Linked DNA regions of Sus scrofa: regions 1 and 3 are each linked to region 2. The links are chromatin contacts, called in public HiChIP or PLAC-seq maps. All regions are on one chromosome and are shown on one strand. The core of a region is the stretch at or near the end of the contact, and the rest is flanking DNA. Distances in the headings are between cores, read along the strand shown. Region 1 holds the start of NOL10 (nucleolar protein 10). Region 2 has its middle 8.7 kb from the start of ODC1. Region 3 has its middle 120 kb from the start of HPCAL1.

Region 1 (2,808 bases), core at 154-2,653, 220 kb before region 2:
ACAGACTTGCAAGGGTCTTCCCCTTCCACACAGGTCTTACTAGAGTTGTCTAGGTCACAGCTCCCAGGTCCTCTATTTACATTCTTTGAAGCAGTCCAGGAGGTCAAAATTTCTTCCTTTCTTCATTATTTTGGGCTTTGATTGTTTTCCGCTGAAATCAGCATGCCAAAGAGACATTTTGGGGGCAAATTTTGCTCCCCTACAGGATGGATGTTAAATGAATGGAGATGAAAATAACCTTTTTTTTTTTTTTTTCTTTTTCTTTTAAATGGCCAAACCCAAGGCATATGAAGTTCCTGGGCCAAGGATTGAGTCCCAGACAGCCTATGCCACAACTGCCTCAGAGCCTTTAACCCACTGTCCTAGGCTGGGGATCAAACCCAAGCCTCCATTCCCTGCCTCCACAATAACCAGAGCTGCTGCAGTCAGGTTCTTAACCCACTGTGCCACAGTGGGAACTCCTGAAAATAACTATCTTATTTTATTTTATGTATATATATATATTTTTGCCTTTTCTAGGGCCGCTTCCACGGCATATGGAGGTTCCCAGGCTAGGGGTCCAACTGGAGCCGCAGCCACCAGCCTACACCACAGACACATTAACACGGGGATCCAGTCCTTGTCTGTGACCCATACCACAGCTCAAAGCAACGCCGGATCCTTAACCCACTGAGCAAGGCCAGGGATCAAACCCGCAACCTCATGGTTCCTAGTAGGATTCGTTAACCACTGAGCCACGATGGGAACTCCCCAACTATCTTTTAATACATCAAATCTTTTTGATTTTTAATTTTTTGTTTTTTTAAGGGTGCACCCAGGGCATATGAAAGTTCCCAGGCTAGGGGTCAAATCGGAGTGCAGCTGCCGGCCTACACCACAGCCAGATACAGCAACGTGGGACCCAAGCGGCGTCTGTGACCTACACCTGAGTTTCACAGCAACAGGGGATCCTTAACCCACTGAGCCAGGCCAGGGATGGAACCCACATCTTCATGGATACTAGTTGGATTTGTTACTGCTGAGCCAGGATGGGAACTCCAATACATCAACATTTAAAAGCATTTATTTTTAATGTAATGTTGTAGAAACACTGCTGAGAAAGGACCACACTTCCATTCTGAATTTGCTCACAGGCTGCATTCTCTCCCTGGGATCCCTGACCCCCCGCCCCTCAAGGCTTCGGTCTGCCAGGTCAGCACCGCCCTCCTTGGGACCTCGACACTTCGGCCAGAGCAGCGACCCTAAAGGCTTCCTCCGCTCCTAGCTGAGAAGAGGGAGAGCGGCTCCTGGCTCTCCCCACGTTAAGGTCGCCCAGAGACCCCCGGCCTCGCTAGTTCCTCTTCTCTAACCCCCCAGCTTCCCGCTTCCGGGATGGACGCGTCCACCACCCCCGGCGCCCGGAAGTGCGTCATCACTCAGCGCCCGCGCCGGCGCCCCACGCTGTGCATGGCCTCCACGCTCCCCCGGCGCCCCAGGAGGACCTAAGGTTCTGATGCTCGTGAGCCCTGTAGGGAGCGGGTCCTGGACAAAAACTCGGGCCGCAGCTTTTCGGCGTCGCCATGCAGGTCTCCAGCCTCAACGAGGTGAAGATTTACAGCCTCAGCTGTGGCAAGTCCCTTCCCGAGGTGAGTCCTGCCGGGTCCTGCTCCTCGCCGAGCAGCCGCCCCTCTCCTCGGCCCTGTCCCTGGCCGATTCCACCTGTTTCAGCGGGGCCCGGGTCAGCCCCAGACTCAGGGAGGGCCACTGGCGAGTGACGGTGCCCCGGGGGAGCTAGTCCGTGCTGGGGGACGAGGACTAGCTGTCACCGCGCCAGAAGCTGGGCCCAGAGGAGATCAGGATCGATGAGCTTTGCCTTAACTTTTTTGGGGTAAAGTTCTCTAGAACAGAGGAGGTGTCCCTTTGGGCTTTTAAGGATGTTCACAGTGGCTGCTACACCGAGGAGGAAAACGTGGACCGGTTGATTATTTCTTCCCATATTAATGCCCGCCCAACAGCTGCTGGTTGAATTCCTGTTATATGGCAAGTTCGAGAATACAGCAGTGACGAGAAAGGCAGACTTTGCATCTGCAGCATTTATGGTGCAGACGGCAGTATTTCTGAACCTTGTCTTGATTTCTTTGAGTCTTGGGACCTAAGAATTGGAAGGGGCTTGGAAAGTCAGTGATTCTCTTCCAGTCTTTCGTGTTTAAAACATGCAAAAGATCCACTGAGGGGAACGGTAGCTTTGTCCGAGTCACACACCTAGACTCTGAAGCTGGGATGTTATTTCTTAAAAGTCAGGGTCAAGCCACTGTCAAAGCACTTTTTGTAGAAGCTCTTTTTCATTTTGAGACTACTTGTTGTTTTAAAACATACCACTTTCTGGGGTGCTGCTGTTGGTCTGAGTCTTGCCCTTGGGAATCAGAATAAATGTAACTTGTCCTTGTGTCTGACCCGAAAAGATTTGGAGCCAGTGATTAGGTTCTTCTCAGATGGGAGTCTCTGTTGTGGCTCAGTGGAAACGACCCTGACTAGTATCCATGACGATGCGGGTTCGATCCCTGGCCCTGCTCAGTGGGTTAAGGATCCAGCATTGCCACAAGCTGTGGTGTAGATCGGAGACGAAGCTCGGATCCCTGAATTGCTGTGGCTGTGGTGTAGACCAGCAGCTGCAGCTCCGATTTGACTCCTAGCTTGGAATTTCTGTGAGCCGCAGAAGATTTTTCTCAGAATTTGGGTCAGGGGTTCCTGTCGTGGCTCAGTGGTTAACGAATCCGACTAGGAACCATGACATTGTGGGTTCGATCCCTGGCATCGCTCAGTGGGTTA
Region 2 (2,770 bases), core at 183-2,682:
TCATGGCCCCATGGCTTCCCCCTGTGCCTTTACATCTCTCTGTGCTTGTCTCTCTGCACCCAAATTTCCCCCTTTTACACGTCATATTGGGAGTTCCCTGGTGTGCAGTGGGTTAAGGGTCAGGCATCGTCACTGCAGCGGGCCAGGTCGCTGCTGTGGTGGGGGTTTGATCCCTGGCCTGAGAACTTTCACATGCCTTGGCAGAGACCCCCCCCACAAAAAAAAGCACCCGGCAACAACAAAGTCAGATTGGATTATGGCCCGTTCTAATGCCATCCTAATGATTTCATTGAACGCAACAACGCCTATTAAAAAAAACCCCTATCTCCAAATGAGAGCACGTTCTGAGGGGCTTAGGACGTTAAGGTATGTATGGGGGCGGGGGGTGGGGTGACACCAATTTAACCCGTAACAGACAGCGTCTTCCAAGTAACCACGCTAGCGGCATAGGAGGTCTGAGCCCATCTCCAGGGCTGGCGGGGCATCGTGATCAGCTTAAGTCAACCACAGAGGTGCTACTCTCTTTCTCGGGATGGAGGAGGCCAGAGCATGCGGTCCGTTCCACCCACCAGACGGGAAGGGAAGTCCGCTGGGGAAAAGGATTTGTTGGGTAAAGAGAGACATAGGGGAAGGGAGGCCCTTTCTCTCCTGCTGGGTCCTCTGCCTTGTCTGCTCCTGATGCCCAGAACCGGGGCCGTCTTAGAACCACAAGGGCAGCTGGGTCTCCACTCTGCCCACGGAAGTGAGACAGATGGGAAGACCCGGGTCTCCGGCGCTCTCGAGGCTCTGTGTGAATGACACCGGAGCCTCCCTTCCCTGAGACTTGTGGTTATGTGAGATGATTAATTTCCCCTGCTGCTTACGCCAGCGAGTAATGTAACACTTACTTGCTTACCAGGCTCTTCGTAGGAAGTGTCCTCCTGGGGAGGCAGGAAGATTCGAACCATGCCCATCCCTGGCTTGTTTGATCCCAGACCCATTCCCTACCCCCCCCCCGCCCCCCAGGTCCTGCTCTTTTCTTGAGGGGAGTGGAGATGGGGGCTGACCCAGGAAACACGCGTGCTGGCTCTCTGGCCAACAGCTTCCAATCCAGAGGCCCTGGTGGGAACAGAAGCCTCCTCTCCCTCCTGACTCTCCCCAGGACTGGCTGCTTCCCCTGGGTTCCAGCCCCTCTGGTCAGCGCCTCCCTCAGTGGTTCCAGTCCCCGCCGGACAGCCCCCACGGGGCAGGTGGCCCGGGCTCCTGCTGATCTGGCCCTGTGGTGGGCGGGGCACCCTGCATCGCTTCGATATGCTCTTATCGCCGAGATGGGTTCCCACCTCGTGCCATTCCCCCTTCTGAACAGTCTTGCCTGCTCTGGCCTGAGCGATACAGGGCATGGCGTGCCAGAGTAGAAGGTTCTGTACTCAGGGCAGGGAGGGGACTCCTCGCCCCTTGAGCTCGCCAGGTCCCGTTGTCTGCAAGGATTTGGGTGGGCAGGTGGGAAGCACAGGATGAGGCCAGAGTCAGATTGTCTGCTGGATGGAGGACTAGCCCCTGGGGGCCGGGCGCTGCCCCCAGAATGAGCCCTCTGTCCTCTCCCCGAGGGAGGCTGGGCCCATGGCCAGCTGCCTCTCTGTGTCCCCTGGTCTTGATCTTGTCCTGCGTGTCCTGGGCCCCTCCCCAACTCTCCCTGGTCCAGCCTTTCCAAGCCCAGACCTCTCCACGAGCTGTTTCTAATACCCAGAGCAGAGTTCCTGCCTTTGCCCTGGGGCCCCACAGTGGCACCCTGTGTGACCGCCGCCCCAGTGACCAGAACACTCGGACACAAGCCTGGGGACAGCAGCCCTCTCTGACGATAAGCTCTCGCAGGCCGGGGCCTCCTCCGTGCATCTCCAAAGTGGCTGGAGGGGCCCTGGCCCGGCACGAGGGCTCCCGGCTGTCCGACGGGAGGCAACAAGCATCCCCTTCAGACCCTCCTGCAGCCTCTCCTCCGGAGCTCTGCAGCCAGGGCCCCCCGTGGCTCAGTCCGGCGAGATGCCAGAGGCTATTCGGATGGTCTCGGTTCTGACTTGGCAGCAAAGGGACGCTTAGGCCGAGTACACGCCTTCCAGGAGGCCCAGGTTGTGCAAGGGCCCTTCGCACGCTGCTCCCGCCGCAGGAGGAAGAAGCCTTGCGGGCTCTGGGGATTCCCAGAGGTGGGGCCCCACTGGGGTGGGGCTCGGGCAGAAACGGGGCCGAGGCAAAAGCCAGCAGAGGTGCTGCGGCATGTTGGGTCAGACGCCGTCACCAGGAGCTTAAGAGAAAATAAAACAAAGAGACGGTTTTCTTGGAGCGCTGGGAGAAGGTCAGGGTCCTTCCCCATCAGTTCCCCGCAGGCCCCCAGGAGCCCAGCCCACAGAAGCTCCAGAGGGGGCTCGTCCCTTGCCCCACACACCACCAGCATGTTGGAGACACTCAACATCAACACATATTGAACGAATGAATAAATGACCAAAGGAAAATATTCCAAACCTTTTGTTTTTGTTTTTGCTTTTTTGTCTTTTTAGGGCCACACTCGTGGCATATGCAGGTTCCCAGGCTAGAGCTTGAATCAGAGCTACAGCTGCCGGCCTCCACCACAGCCACAGCAATGCCAGATCCAAGCTGCATCTGCCACCTGCGACCTACACCATAGCTCACAGCAACGCTGGCTCCTTAACGCACTGATCGAGGCCAAGGACCGAACTCGCATGCTCATGGATACTGATCAGGTTCTTAATCTGTTGAACCACAACGGGAACTCCTATTC
Region 3 (2,829 bases), core at 159-2,658, 150 kb after region 2:
GCCCAGAATGGCTGCAAAAGCTCCAGCACTTACATACTTGTTCTAGCAGAAGGATGACAAAAGGGGAAAAAGTCATCTCACTTGTTTCTAAAGAGAAAGCAGTGCCACACAACCCTTCTGCTCACATTTCATGGGCCAGAACTTTGTTATGTGGTCACCCTTGCCAATCAGGAAGCTAGAAAATGCGTGGTCCCTAAATGAGACCTCTGCAACTCCAAAGAAATCTGGGATACTGTTGGCGTTCCCGTCATGGCGCAGCAGAAACAAATCTGACTAGGAACCATGAGGACGCGGGTTCGATCCCTGGCCTCGCTCCATGGGTTAAGGATCTGGCATTGCCATGAGCTGTGGTGTAGGTGGAAGATGAGGCTCGGATGTGGCGTTGCTGTGGCTGTGGTGGAGGCCGGCAGCTATAGCTCCGATTCAACTCCTAGCCTGGGAACCTCCACATGCGGCGGGTGAAGCCCCCCAAAGCAAACATAAATAAATAAATAAGTAAATACAATTCGGGATACTGGTGTTAAGGAACAGGAGAAGAATGACTTTTGGGGGCACGCCTCGTAGTATCTTAGAAAGATGCCCATGAAAAAGGAGTTGGAGTAAAATAGACTTTGTAGACTTTAAAGGGAGGGCATCAGACTGGAACATTGACTACCTAGGGGTGTCTTAGGGCTTCCCCAGGGAAGGCACTGGATCAAAAGGTTCGCACAGGCATTCCCTGCTGGCCTAGCAATTAAGGATTTGGTATTGTCACCGCTATGGCATGGGTTCAATCCCTGGCCCGGGAATTTTCACTTGCCGTGGGCACAGCCAAACAGCAAAAGTCAGCACACATCCATTATCCAAACAGTTGAGGCAGGGATCTGCAGAGACCTAACACCCAATGTAAAAATCATTTTATTTCTTCGTCGATTGCTGGTTTCCTAGGGCTGGAGGCAGAGACCGGAGTGAAACAGGGTATCTGCCAAAGACTTTCTGTTCAGGAGAGGCCCCTCTGCCCTTTCTCCGCTTATCAAGCACTTTTCACGCTTCAGACTCATCTCAAAGCTCAAATGTCACCTCCCTGACGCCCCTCTGGCCGCCAGCACCAGCTCCCCTGGATCTTCCTCACAGCGCCATGGCTGGGCTTCGCAATGATGGGGTACCTGCCAGCAACCCCCAAGCTGGAGTGAGGGCTCCACTTCACCATGGGGCAGTCCCAGGCCAGAAAACACGCCGTGGATGAGGGCACATTGGGGCCTCACCAGGCCCTGCAGTGGCCAGGGTCTTGGCCTGTCCGTAACTGGACGGGCCACTGGGGGCTGCTGGGAGCCCTGGGGAGCAAAGGGCCAAGCAGTCACCACAGCCTGGGCAGCCACCTTCCTCCTGCTGCACCAGCCGGGGGTCAGAGTGACTCAGCATTGGAGGCAGGCTTCCTGCCCAGAGCAGAGCCACTTCCGCCAGCCGGCCAGCCAGCAGGGAGCTCGGTGCCTGCCAGGGCCTGGGGCCTGCGTTCCTGAAATGCCATCCCTGACCAGGGGTCAGACCTTCGGACTTGAGCTTCTGACAATCCATTCGCCGCTGTGTGGCCTTGGGCATGTTGCTCAGCTTCTCTGAGCCTGGATTTCCTCATCTCTGAGAAGCAGGGATTAGAGCGCATCCCTCCTCCTGAGGCTGATTCCAGAATGAAATAAAGTGACTTCCCTCCCCAGACATCCGGTCCCTGGTGGGCAGGCCCTGCCCCTCACCTCTCAGAGCCGTCCCTCCTGGTAGCGGGCCGGCAGCCCTTCTGGCTCCAGGCGCCTCCTCCCAGCTCAGGGCCCCGCGGGAAGAGGTCTGGCCCCATAGGCCTGTGCATCCCGCTCTGTGACGCACGTAAGGCACGCATGGTGGCTCTCCATGTGCTCTTCCCTTTCTGCCCCAGGAGGTCCTTGCACGGTCCCCTCCGATGGCCCGGGCAGGGGCTCAGCCTTCCTTGCTTCTTGCAAGAGAATCGCAGCAGAGGTGAAGGCAAAGCGATGGACTCAGATCCCTGCCTGAAGTTCAGACACAAGCACAGATTCCTGCGCGTCCTGTGTGCCCTGAGGCCGCTCCTCACTCCTCTGCCGCCTGTCACCAGACTCAGAAGGCAGGTCCCCTGTCTGGGCTTCACCGCTGGGTGTCTTAGGGAGGGAATGAGCCTATCTGTGGATGGAAGTTTCCAGATATTAGTGCGGCTGGGATGGGACAGGTCACGAATGTCCCTCCGGATGTATGTCCCCGCAGAAGTCTTAGGGTGCGAGCTGGCACAGGATCAGTGGTCGTATTTTCCAAACCAAAAATCAAGACATCCACAAAAAAAAAAGCAGTTCCCATTGTGGCTCTGTCATAATGAACCCAACTAGTAGCCATGAGGACACAGGTTCCATCCCCGGCCTCGGGTTAAAGATCCGGCGTTGCCATGTGCGGTGGCGTAGGTCGCAGATGCGGCTCCGATCTGGCCTTGCTGTGGCTGTGGCGTAGGCTGGGACAGATGTGGCTCCCGTGAGACCCCTATCCCGGGAACTTCGGACCGCGGTGGGTGCGTCTGCTGGGCGTGCGAGGAGGGGTGCCTGGTCCCCTCGGGGCTCCATTTGTTTTCCGCTGGCTTCGCAGGGCCCATCAGCGCCATGCTGTGCCTTCCTACTCAACCTGGCATCTGTGCCAGCCTCTGACCCTTGAGACCATCACCAACCCGTTCAGCTCCTGTCTCTGAGCTGCAGCGGTGGGGGAGCCCTGGGTGCTCCTGAAGAGGGTGCTCAGGTGGCACCTTGTATCTCCAAGATCTCCCTTCTCCCACAGCGCTGAACCCCGCCCCCCACCCATTACCCC

The links. HiChIP or PLAC-seq counts read pairs in DNA pulled down with a chosen protein or histone mark.
Region 1: a contact with region 2 is called in an H3K27ac HiChIP or PLAC-seq map of alveolar macrophages. The contact joins the promoter of NOL10 here to the enhancer-like site in region 2. A contact is called at or near these places in 2 of 5 promoter capture datasets (fetal skeletal muscle and liver), 8 of 47 Hi-C or Micro-C datasets (alveolar macrophages, brain, embryonic fibroblasts and 5 more) and 2 of 2 datasets of contacts at active chromatin or transcription factors (alveolar macrophages and skeletal muscle).
Region 3: an H3K27ac HiChIP or PLAC-seq map of alveolar macrophages shows a contact between it and region 2. The contact joins two enhancer-like sites. A contact is called at or near these places in 1 of 5 promoter capture datasets (liver) and 1 of 2 datasets of contacts at active chromatin or transcription factors (alveolar macrophages).

The regions. Positions count from the first base shown.
Region 1 is chr3:125,860,019-125,862,826 of Sscrofa11.1, forward strand. NOL10 (nucleolar protein 10) reads left to right here and starts at 1,404. Exons shown (of 21, transcript XM_021087848.1): 1 at 1,404-1,625. The coding sequence starts at 1,560.
Region 2 is chr3:126,079,744-126,082,513 of Sscrofa11.1, forward strand. No RefSeq gene overlaps it. Among named protein-coding and RNA genes, the nearest start is that of ODC1, 8.7 kb to the right of the region's middle. Within about 2 kb of position 1,433, at least 16 of the 83 cell types and tissues checked have an H3K27ac peak or open chromatin away from gene starts, as enhancers often do. A contact at or near this core is called in alveolar macrophages and omental adipose tissue, where this site is marked.
Region 3 is chr3:126,231,258-126,234,086 of Sscrofa11.1, forward strand. No RefSeq gene overlaps it. Among named protein-coding and RNA genes, the nearest start is that of HPCAL1, 120 kb to the left of the region's middle. Within about 2 kb of position 1,409, at least 15 of the 83 cell types and tissues checked have an H3K27ac peak or open chromatin away from gene starts, as enhancers often do. A contact at or near this core is called in alveolar macrophages, where this site is marked.